2 separate regions of the Drosophila melanogaster genome follow, and region 1 is linked to region 2. The links are chromatin contacts, called in public Hi-C maps. All regions are on one chromosome and are shown on one strand. Each heading gives the region's core, a stretch centred on a gene start, on an enhancer-like site or on the middle of the called end of the contact. The rest is flanking DNA. Distances are from core to core; before and after follow the strand shown. Region 1 holds the start of CG13003. Region 2 overlaps CG4829.

Region 1 (4,721 bases), core at 387-2,886, 54 kb after region 2:
CACAATTGCTGCCGCAGCACAGCCGCAAAGTGGGCGGCATTCTGCGCGTAGGCCTAAATGTTAATGCAATTTGCTTTATGCGCATATGGAACAACGCAATCATCGGAGATCGTAGATCGGGGGTCTGGAATTTTGTAGATTTTTTTCTTTGATTTTCCAGGGTGCTTTCGATGGAGGAGTAATGGGCACAGCGGCAAAAGCGACGAACAACCGAATCGAATCCAATCACTATCACCACCAACCACCGACTGACGCTGTTCTTTTGTGACATATGGAAGTGGGTCGGGTCAAGAGGTGAGTGCCTAAAATGCTCTTTAATGCCGCCAAGCTGCCAACTTGTGGTCATTGCTCACCCGATCCCTTATTCACTCCACTGGATGGAGCCGAAAGTTGGGCAAGCGATGGGGTAATCCCAGTCCGAAAACCTATAAATATGGAAGGTGTTCAAGGAGCATTTGGGTTGCGAAAATAATTAAAATCGAACACGAAGTCAATTAGAGTGTATTCTAGCATGCAAGTCAAAAATGTATAAAACAATAAAATATAATATAATAAATATAATATAATATAATGTAAATTGGATTTTTGGAAACTGGATAAGTATATGCTTGAAATATTTCAGGCAGCTTTTCTATTATATCTAAATTACCTACTACAAAAAGTAGCTGAAAGTCATGTTGTTCAGATAATCTTGAAATTGAATTGCTATACCCATGAAGACGACCTTGCCTTGATTCCGCCACTCGGCCATCCTTCAGTCCCACCGGACTTCCTCCCACTGAAAACCATGAATCCAAACACATAGAGTATGGGTGGCCAATTCAGTGGGTTCTGGTTCTTTCATGGGCAAGGTCGTCTTTCTTCCACCGAGATGGTTGCGGTTCAGTGGGATCGGAAGTGTTTTACTGCCACTAATCCAAAGCCAAAGCCAAGTCCAACTCAGCGTTGCAGAACTGCAGCCAAATCGGATCACAAGTCGGCCATATATATTTATATATATATATAAATGTATACATCTTGATTTGCCCCCATTAACTATTCTTTATCAGAGATGTATTGCGACGCATTTGAGACGTGTATGAATATGATTAAGCCAAAATAAATCAGCTTACCTCAATCGCCGGATCCAGCCGCTAACAGAACAGGTTAAAATTTTCAAATAAAATATTTTTTTGTGTTTTACTTTTTTGCACTTTATTTTCGGAATTCTTTCGACTGCACCATAAACAAAATTATTTCATTTGCATATATTAGAATTTGTTGTTTCTCTCGCTTCGCTTTGTTTTATTAATATTATTATTTGTTGCTGCTGCTGCTGTTGTTGAATTTTTATAATAATCACCGCTGTACAGAATATTGTAAATTATTGCAATTGCACAAAAACAAAAAGGAGTACAAAAAAAAATTGGCAAATCAAAACAAATAAGTAACTCAATAGACGCTAATTAGCGAATAAATATGATTTACCCCTTTTAATACTATATATATTGATAAATTTGATCAATTCATAGTCACTTCACCACACAACCGCCAACTTTTTGAACGTTTCTGCTGCCCGTTTGAGTTTTGTCTTTTGGCCGGGCCCAAAGGCAAGAGGAGGAAATTCGTCAGCTCTGGCCAAAAGCGAAACACTGACTGACTGGCTGATAAAAGCCAAGCCGAGTTCAACCGAAAAATCCCCGGCAAAGAAAACCGATCCCCAAGCGATCGTGGCTGAGACGACTGAAAAGCCAGTGGAACGACTGAAAGCCAAGTTGGTGGAAACGAAACGCGGCCCAGACTCGTCGATTACTGAGAGGGGGGGGGAGGGGAAGCGGGCTGAAATATGCTAATCATAGGCCTCTGAAATATTAGGCCCTGGATTAGTCAGTGGGCGTACGAAAAAGGCAGCAGAAATAAGTCGAGCAGTTAAAGTGCAGCAATTGCAGCCATAAAGACTCATAAAGGGCCGCCGCATAAATTTCAGGCCTGAAAAGGAAAAATATTATTCAGTAACTCAGCATAAGTGCATTTTTAAGGCACACAAGTATTCAAAAAAAAAAAATAATAAAACCAAAAATTTTGTGTAAAAAAAAGCATATGTTTCTCAACAAAAATATTTTGATTGTAGACAAATAGTTATTTAAAATATTATAGACATCATTTTTCTGGACTAAGCTCATTAAATATTTAAAAGCAAACTATGATTTTATTATATTATGAATATATTTAAAATATAAATACAATTAATAAAATAGGTATATTTAAATATAAAATAAAATGGTCCCACATTTATTTTAAAACAAAAAACACCACGAATATATTTAGTACCAATTGTTTTGCTATTGGTTAAATATTCGTTAAATTTAAAATATAACATGTAGCATGTATTTATGAAATACTCATTTTACTGTTAAAATTTTTAGGAATTATATATCCGAAAATGGAATCAAATCAAATGACATCCAACTTGTTTAGTTAAAATTAAAATGATTTAAAATTAAATACTTGTATGGATATGGAAATCGATGTAATATTGATTTTAAGTAAGGTTGGACTTTCAGGAAATATCTTTCGTATAAAATATGAGTAGTTTAGTTTAGTCAAATAATATCGAGTTACTAAAAACTGCTTCTTTGCTTATGTTAATTTTAAGCCCACTTTACATTTTTATTATTCTAGCCATCGGGTATTTAAGATAGCACAGATAAAAGCAATGGCTCAATTTATTTGATGTAATATTTGATATATTCATATGATTTTCAGGAAATCTATTTCGATAATGTAATCGAATTCGAATTCGATTCAGCTAACTACTAAAAGCAGCTCCAATTTATGCTGATGTTATGTCCAATTTGCATTTTTATATCATTCTAGCATTCCAGTGCTCCCTCCACGCAAAGTGCACAGACGGAAGTTGTAAAAATGTATCATAAAAAACCGAACATAGAAAGGGGAAAATAAAACAATACAATAATCGAAATCATTAGACAAAGGCGAACTAAGCCATTGGCTGCAATGAGTCCGACAACAATAACAAGAAACAATACTTGCCGATCGAATCCAATTGTGGGTGCAAGCGGCGGGTGGTGGGTTCCACGGGGGGGGGGGGGGGAGCAGGCAGTTGCATGGCAGAGGGGCGGGAATAGGACGGGCGGAGGGGGGTGGCAGCGGGCGGACAGCTCGGTGGAGTCCATTGGGTGCGGCGCCAACGCTTAAACATAACGGCACAATTATAGTCGTCGTCAGATATGTGGACACATATATCCCAGCACTGAAAAAAAAATTGTTGTCTATTTTGTAGCCAATGGAAAAAAGATTACAGAACCAATTTTTCATAAACTAATAAAAGTTTTCTGCCAAGAAATGTCAATTAAATTAATTAATTAAGCCATTTGAAAAAAAGTTATTCAATAATAATGTTACAATATCAGAATATGCATAGAAATATTTCCTTAAAATTAAATGATCCATTATTATAAAAAAATGTACATTTTTTAATCATTTATAAAATGATTTGCTTTTATTTGTAACTTATATGTTATGCACAAAAAATAAGGTTTTTATTAGGTAAAAAATAATTCTATATTGGCTGTTCTATCTATCTATGTAAGAACCAATTAGTTTGTTTTTTAAATATTCCATAGCACACTTTTGGGCAACGATTGCTACTGATAAACATATGTATTTATAGTCATGAGATAGAATCAGAATTCTCATGAAATAAAACCATAAAATATCAGGCATAATTTATGTTTGACAGCGAAGTTTTTCCCTGTGCACTTGCACGGTAACAGTGCGCATACGTATATTATAATTTTAAAAATTTTTTTCCATACAATTTTTCTATCTTTTTTGCCACATTCTCCAAGGACAAACAACATTTTAGTGAGCGACGACGTCGCCGGCGGCTAACGGCACAAACCCATTCCAAGATTGATCTACAAAATACGAAATACGAAATACGAGGTACAAAATGCGAGATACAATATGCGAATATACTTCAGCGTCGAGTTTTTCGCGCCGGCAGACTTTCCTTTTTCTAACCTACGTGTGCGCGCCTGTGTGTGAGTGTGTGTATCTGTGTGAGCCAAGTGTGCGGGCGCGCACTAAAACAATAACAAAATTAAGCTAAGCGCAGAAATAAGGCAGTAAAAAATTAAAATCCAGCTCCGCGAAGAAAAGGTGTGGCAACGTTCTGTTTCTGTGTGTGTGTGTGTGACTGGTAGACTATAGTATGCTATAGTCGACTATAGTCATTGCTATTACCATTACTATTACTATAACTATTACAGTTACAGTTACCGTTACCGTTACAGTTTCCATTTCAAAAGCCGCCAACCAAAATGGCATAAATATGAAAAGTTTCAGCAACTTAAAGACAAAACACCCAATTGTCAATTGATTTGGATAACCCATTTCATCCATTAAGAATAATAACTAAATAATGTTCAATTTGAATGTTAAGTCACTCTTTTAGTGAGTTTTAGTAAGTTTTTTAAATAGTAACAAAAATAGTATTTATTAAAAATATTTAGGTTTAACTGGATAAACAATATTCCCATCAACATTTAATCTTTCTTACCACAATATACCCATATTTTCTTTTATATTCTTTTATATTCAGTGTATATATCCTTAACTATTTTTACGTAGTTGGCCAATAAATTCGTCATTGATTTTGGCCCGCAAATTTATGCGCAACGAGGCGAAATCCTTTTTGGCCATTAAGTTTTGGCGCT
Region 2 (4,976 bases), core at 1,433-3,932:
CCCCTTGGAAAGTTTTGATTTATTTGCGCCGGTCTTCGTGCATTTTAATTGTATTTGTTTTTGTCAAATTGTTGATTTAATTGCCCAACGAATCGATTCGTTTGGCATCCGAAATGCAAATTGGATTGGTGCCGCCATTTGATTGGGCTTGGGCATGCCCGATCAACCATGATCTATGGCCATCTGCCCTTGCCCTCTTGAAATACAAACAATAATCAAGTATTTTGTGTGGAAATCTATTCGAAATAGCATATGTTTAGCTTTTGGGTTAAATATTGTAGTTAGTTAAAAGGAAAAACATAAGTGTTTAGTATGTCTGTAATTGTAAATATTTCTCTGTACTAACTAGCCCATATCTTTCAGCTTTCCCATGTACTCCATATTTCCTCTTTTATTAAGTTTATCTATCCCTTTGATAAGAAGTCGGCTAAAGATGAAAGCCAAGCTATGATTTTCGCATTCCTTTGTCTTGTAAATATAATGAGTAATTAAAATATTGCACACTCGCATGTCTGAAACACATGTAGCCATGTATTTGGACATGGGTGTACTTATTATTAATATTGCTTGTCGGTCACTTCCCTTTAAAAGTACTTACCCAAACGAAGAAACTATCCAATAGCCATAATTTAAGCGATTTCTTATCGAATTTTTGAAATTATTGCTAATTGTTTAATCTTCACACGTAGGCATAATGACAGCCAATTCCAATTGCGATTTCATATTAGTTAGCTGGCAGTTAATTTGGTTTGCAGGCGCTGCGCAAGCGCCAAAACTAAGAATTGTAATGTGAAAATGAAGTTGACAGAATTTAAATTGACGAATGGTGAAAATTAAACGTTATTGAATAAATGTGTAATGTTGCGTCGAGCGAAAGCCTAACAATTTTGAAGTTATTCACATTTGTATATTACAAAGTAATTTAACTTAATTGAAGTATAAGTTATTTAGCTTTGGTAATGATTGCCGCGAAGCATTTGCCAAACAAAGTTGCAATTGAGTAATTATCCTTTGCCTAATGACCACCACCAACACGCCACCTGTCGTTCGGTTCCTGCGAACCGCTAAGTGCAAATAGCAATCAATTAAAGTGAAGCAGAATAGGGAACTATTTGTGGGTATTTGTATTTAATTTGCTATGGTCATGGCACGACGAACTCTATTTTGGTTTCCCTGTGCCATTTTTCGTGGGCGCAGCCAGGAACAAGTGGATCGTAAACCCCAATTGCATTCCGAATGCCTCATAATTGTGGCTTGTTCTTTCGGCCCACCGACCATTTAACGAAAACGAAACGAAATTAAATGCAGTTGACCCAAAAATAGCGCGAATGCCTGCCCGCCAGGCAGCGCAAAGAAGGCAGCAGCAAAGAGTATTATTAACCAGAAAAGAAAAAATGGGCAATATTAAAAAGTGCACACAACGCATAGGGCCATTCATTTCAGGCAGAACTCTAAACGATGTACAGTGGTACTTGGATAAATTGAATGAAAATCGCAGAAAATATTGCAAATGTCTCGGTGATTTGCCAGTTAGTAACTTCATATTTTTTTAAGCACAAATATTTTTTCATATTTTTTTAAATTTTACTTTGGGACCTAAGCCAAAATTGTAATGCTATGTGAAAATGTATATAAAAGTAATGGTAACTTATATAACACCAATTTTTCTCGGTGTAGCCCCTTAAAACTTTAAACTGCTATCAAGCACGATTAACTCACCGCCTGTATTTGAGTGTGTCTACTTTTTGAGCACCCTGTTTTACGAGGGGCTTTTCCTCTTCAGCAAGTGTCGTCATCACTGCGTGCTGGGTTAAGGGGGGGCCTAGCTGCTTGTTGTTTCATGGGTTAAAAGGGAGGGTGGTGGGTGTTGTTGTGCGAGTGCAAGTGGCGACGTCAACAATTACAAATGTAGCCCAGGTCAGGTCCGCGGTGCAAGAGGTGCTGCCCTGTCCGTTGGATATGTTTTAAATTTTTTATTTTTCCCGTTTCTCATTGCTGGCAGCAATTAACCCAATTCCCGCGAGCAATGACTTAACCCAACACCACCCCATTTCCGCCCACAAAATCCCGCCGACCACGCGAGCTCACAATCACAACATTCAATTATGGTTATGGTCGAAACAACAAAAGGAAATCCACTTGCTCGATTGAGGAAAATGCATTTCCCACTGCTACCGACTCGGTCGGCGTCGCTGTCGACGTCGTCGCTTGTCTGACCCATTTTTATACGGGACACGCCCACACAAGGAACTTGGGGGCGGTGGGCGTTGGGCGGCGGGTGGTGAACGGTGTCGGGTAGCCGAGCACACAAGCCACATCCTGCCATCAAAGTTGGCGATGACGACAGCGATATAGTTGTTGTTCGAGCTGTGACAGTGGAGTTTCGCTAAGTCGAACTTAAAAGCTAACGGATGCCAAATTAAACCAAATGATCAATATCTTTATAATATGAAAAGATATTTGTGGTTTTATAAATATTAAAGATTATAAAGTGGTTTTTATACCTCATTTTCTGTGCACAAGCTTAAGCAAATTTATGGAGACTCCACTGTACTTGTCGTTCAATGAGAATCGCTTGAGATTGTCGGTGCTTGGGCCGCATTCATTTTCAGTTTCAGTTGCTGCTGAAAGCTGCTGGCGAAAACTGTTGCATATTTTCGAGCGCCGAGGATATCAAAAACTGTTGCATTTGTTTACAACTTATTTTCGACCGTTTTTTTTCGTTTTTTTTTGCCAACTACAGCTCCATCACAATCCCAGCGGGATCGGCGGGAACGGGAACAGGAGCCGGAGCAAGTGCAGCAGCGGATGCCCACAAGATGGTGCACCACAGCAACGAGGATGCCATGAACAAGATACCCCTGAAGTCCGCCGGCGGATTGGACTCCGACGAGGAGAAGAATGGCGGCGAACTCATGCAGGACACTGCCGCCGCCGAGGAGGCGCGTCGCGAACAGATGTGAGCATAAAAAGGAGCATTAACAATAGCATTTAGGTTCGAAATGTCCTTGGCGAGTTTTATGATTGCGATGCGGAGAGGAAGTGGCTTACATAGAAATCGCATTTATTGGATTGAGCCAACTGCAATAGTAGGCGAATAGTAAATTCTTGTTTCGGACAATTTGCAGATACATTTCTGTTCTATAAACAGAAGTTCAAGGATGCGGCAAGGACTACAGCTTTCCAAGTTATTTAAAAATTAATTTTTAAGGGCACAGAGATTTTAACTAATTTTTATTATCATTGGGCTTAGTATCTTAATATGAGAATTTCATTTGGATTTTTGCAGGCGCGTGAAAGTTTTGGCCTGGATGAAGAAGCTAACCATCGTGCTAATCTGCTTTATCGGCATTGCCCTGATCAGCTACGTGATAATTAGCCTGTGTTTCAGTGGTGAGTATGGGAAATCGGGTTAAAGGTACAATAGCCAACTACATCCAGCTAACAATTCACTCACCCACTGCAAACTAATACCGAAACTCGATTCACATAGATATTGTATGTGTAGATGTGTATTGTGTATTGTACATATATACGAACAGACAGACTTTGGGACCGTTTTTTAAAGACCGAATTTAGTCAAACTGTCAAAAAATAGAACAAAACTTCGCTTATTTTCTGCATGCTTTCGATTCATCTTAACCAAGCACCTGGCATTTAATCTAGTTCAAAATAATTTCTTCTATTGTGGCACCAAAAAGTATTCACATGAACAAAACCCCAACCAAAAACTTTACACCCCAACTCACTAAACAACAACAACAACAACGAAGACTGGCCTAAATCGACGCCAAATAGAAACAACACAACAACCGCAACAACAACGACAGCAACACCAACAACAATAAGCACAGAGGCAACCATAACAACAATTGCACCATCAGGATTAGCAACAACAATAAGCACCAGCACAACAACAATAGCAACAAGTGCAACACAACAACCACCAACAGCAACAACAACAACAACAGCAACCAGAACAACAACCACTAGCAGAACAGATAGCAATCCCAGCCCCACACCTAAAACATTTCATTTAACAGATGATGAGCAGCAACAGGAACCGGAAACGGAAACGGACAACATTGGCAATCTCAATCTGGGAATCACGAGCACAGCGACCACGCCATCGGACGACGTCTTGCCCAATGTGGCCGCCTCCACGGCGGCAACGACAGCGGCACCACCCACCTGGCTAGCGGATCAGATCAAGATCGATACCAGCGAACAGTACAACTCGATCCTGGGGGTCTACCAACATGGAGCCGTGAGTTCCGATAACCTTGAGTGCAGCAAGATCGGCAGGTAACTATATGCAGTTCTATGGGCTTTAAATTTAGAATTTAAAAAGAATTTAGATCGAATAGTGAAGGTAGAGGAATATGGGAATGAGCCACCTTTTGCCCAAACGATCGAGGTCATCAAAATTTCATTTTAGGATTATTACTAACACAATAAGAAGCGTTATACAATTTTTGGATCACCTAACAGAAAGACAGCAGTGACATTAAATATTAAATATTAATTGAATATTATTATTATTAGCGGCATCCTGCAGAAGAATGGCAGCGCGGTGGACGCAGCGATCGCCGCCCTTCTGTGCAACGGACTGCTGACCCTGCAGAGCATGGGCATCGGTGGTGGTCACCTGATGAACGTCTATAACCGAAAGGAGCGCCACGCCACCGCCATCGATGCCCGCGAGGTGGCGCCCTACGAGGCCACCGAGGACATGTTTGCCCAGCAGCCGGAGAATTCCGACAAGGGACCGCTGAGCATCGCTGTGCCCGGCGAGGTGATGGGCTACCATGTTGCGCATCAGAAGTTCGGACAGCTGCCGTGGGCGGAACTGGTGGCGCCATCGCTGGAGCTCTGCGAGAAGGGATACCATGTGTCGCAGCACATGGAACGGGCACTGGATATAGCTTTGCCGTACATCAAGGAGCACGAGCAGTACCAGTAAATTGTCGAAAAGC

Evidence for each region. A called contact is a pair of places that touch in the nucleus more often than the background predicts.
Region 1: a Hi-C map of the Kc167 cell line shows a contact between it and region 2, with 1.6 times the contacts expected there. The contact joins the promoter of CG13003 here to the enhancer-like site in region 2. A contact is called at or near these places in 22 of 107 Hi-C or Micro-C datasets (the Clone 8 cell line, the Kc167 cell line, the OSC cell line and 10 more) and 1 of 6 datasets of contacts at active chromatin or transcription factors (the Kc167 cell line).

What each region holds. Positions count from the first base shown.
Region 1 is chrX:16,874,908-16,879,628 of dm6, forward strand. It overlaps CG13003, which reads right to left and starts at 1,637. Exons shown (of 6, transcript NM_001169308.3): 1 at 1,113-1,637.
Region 2 is chrX:16,819,814-16,824,789 of dm6, forward strand. CG4829 reads left to right here. Exons shown (of 7, transcript NM_167550.2): 2 at 2,744-2,959; 3 at 3,290-3,393; 4 at 3,774-4,305; 5 at 4,546-4,959. Among named protein-coding and RNA genes, the nearest start is that of lncRNA:CR44129, 6.4 kb to the left of the region's middle. Within about 2 kb of position 2,683, at least 8 of the 39 cell types and tissues checked have an H3K27ac peak or open chromatin away from gene starts, as enhancers often do. A contact at or near this core is called in the Kc167 cell line, where this site is marked.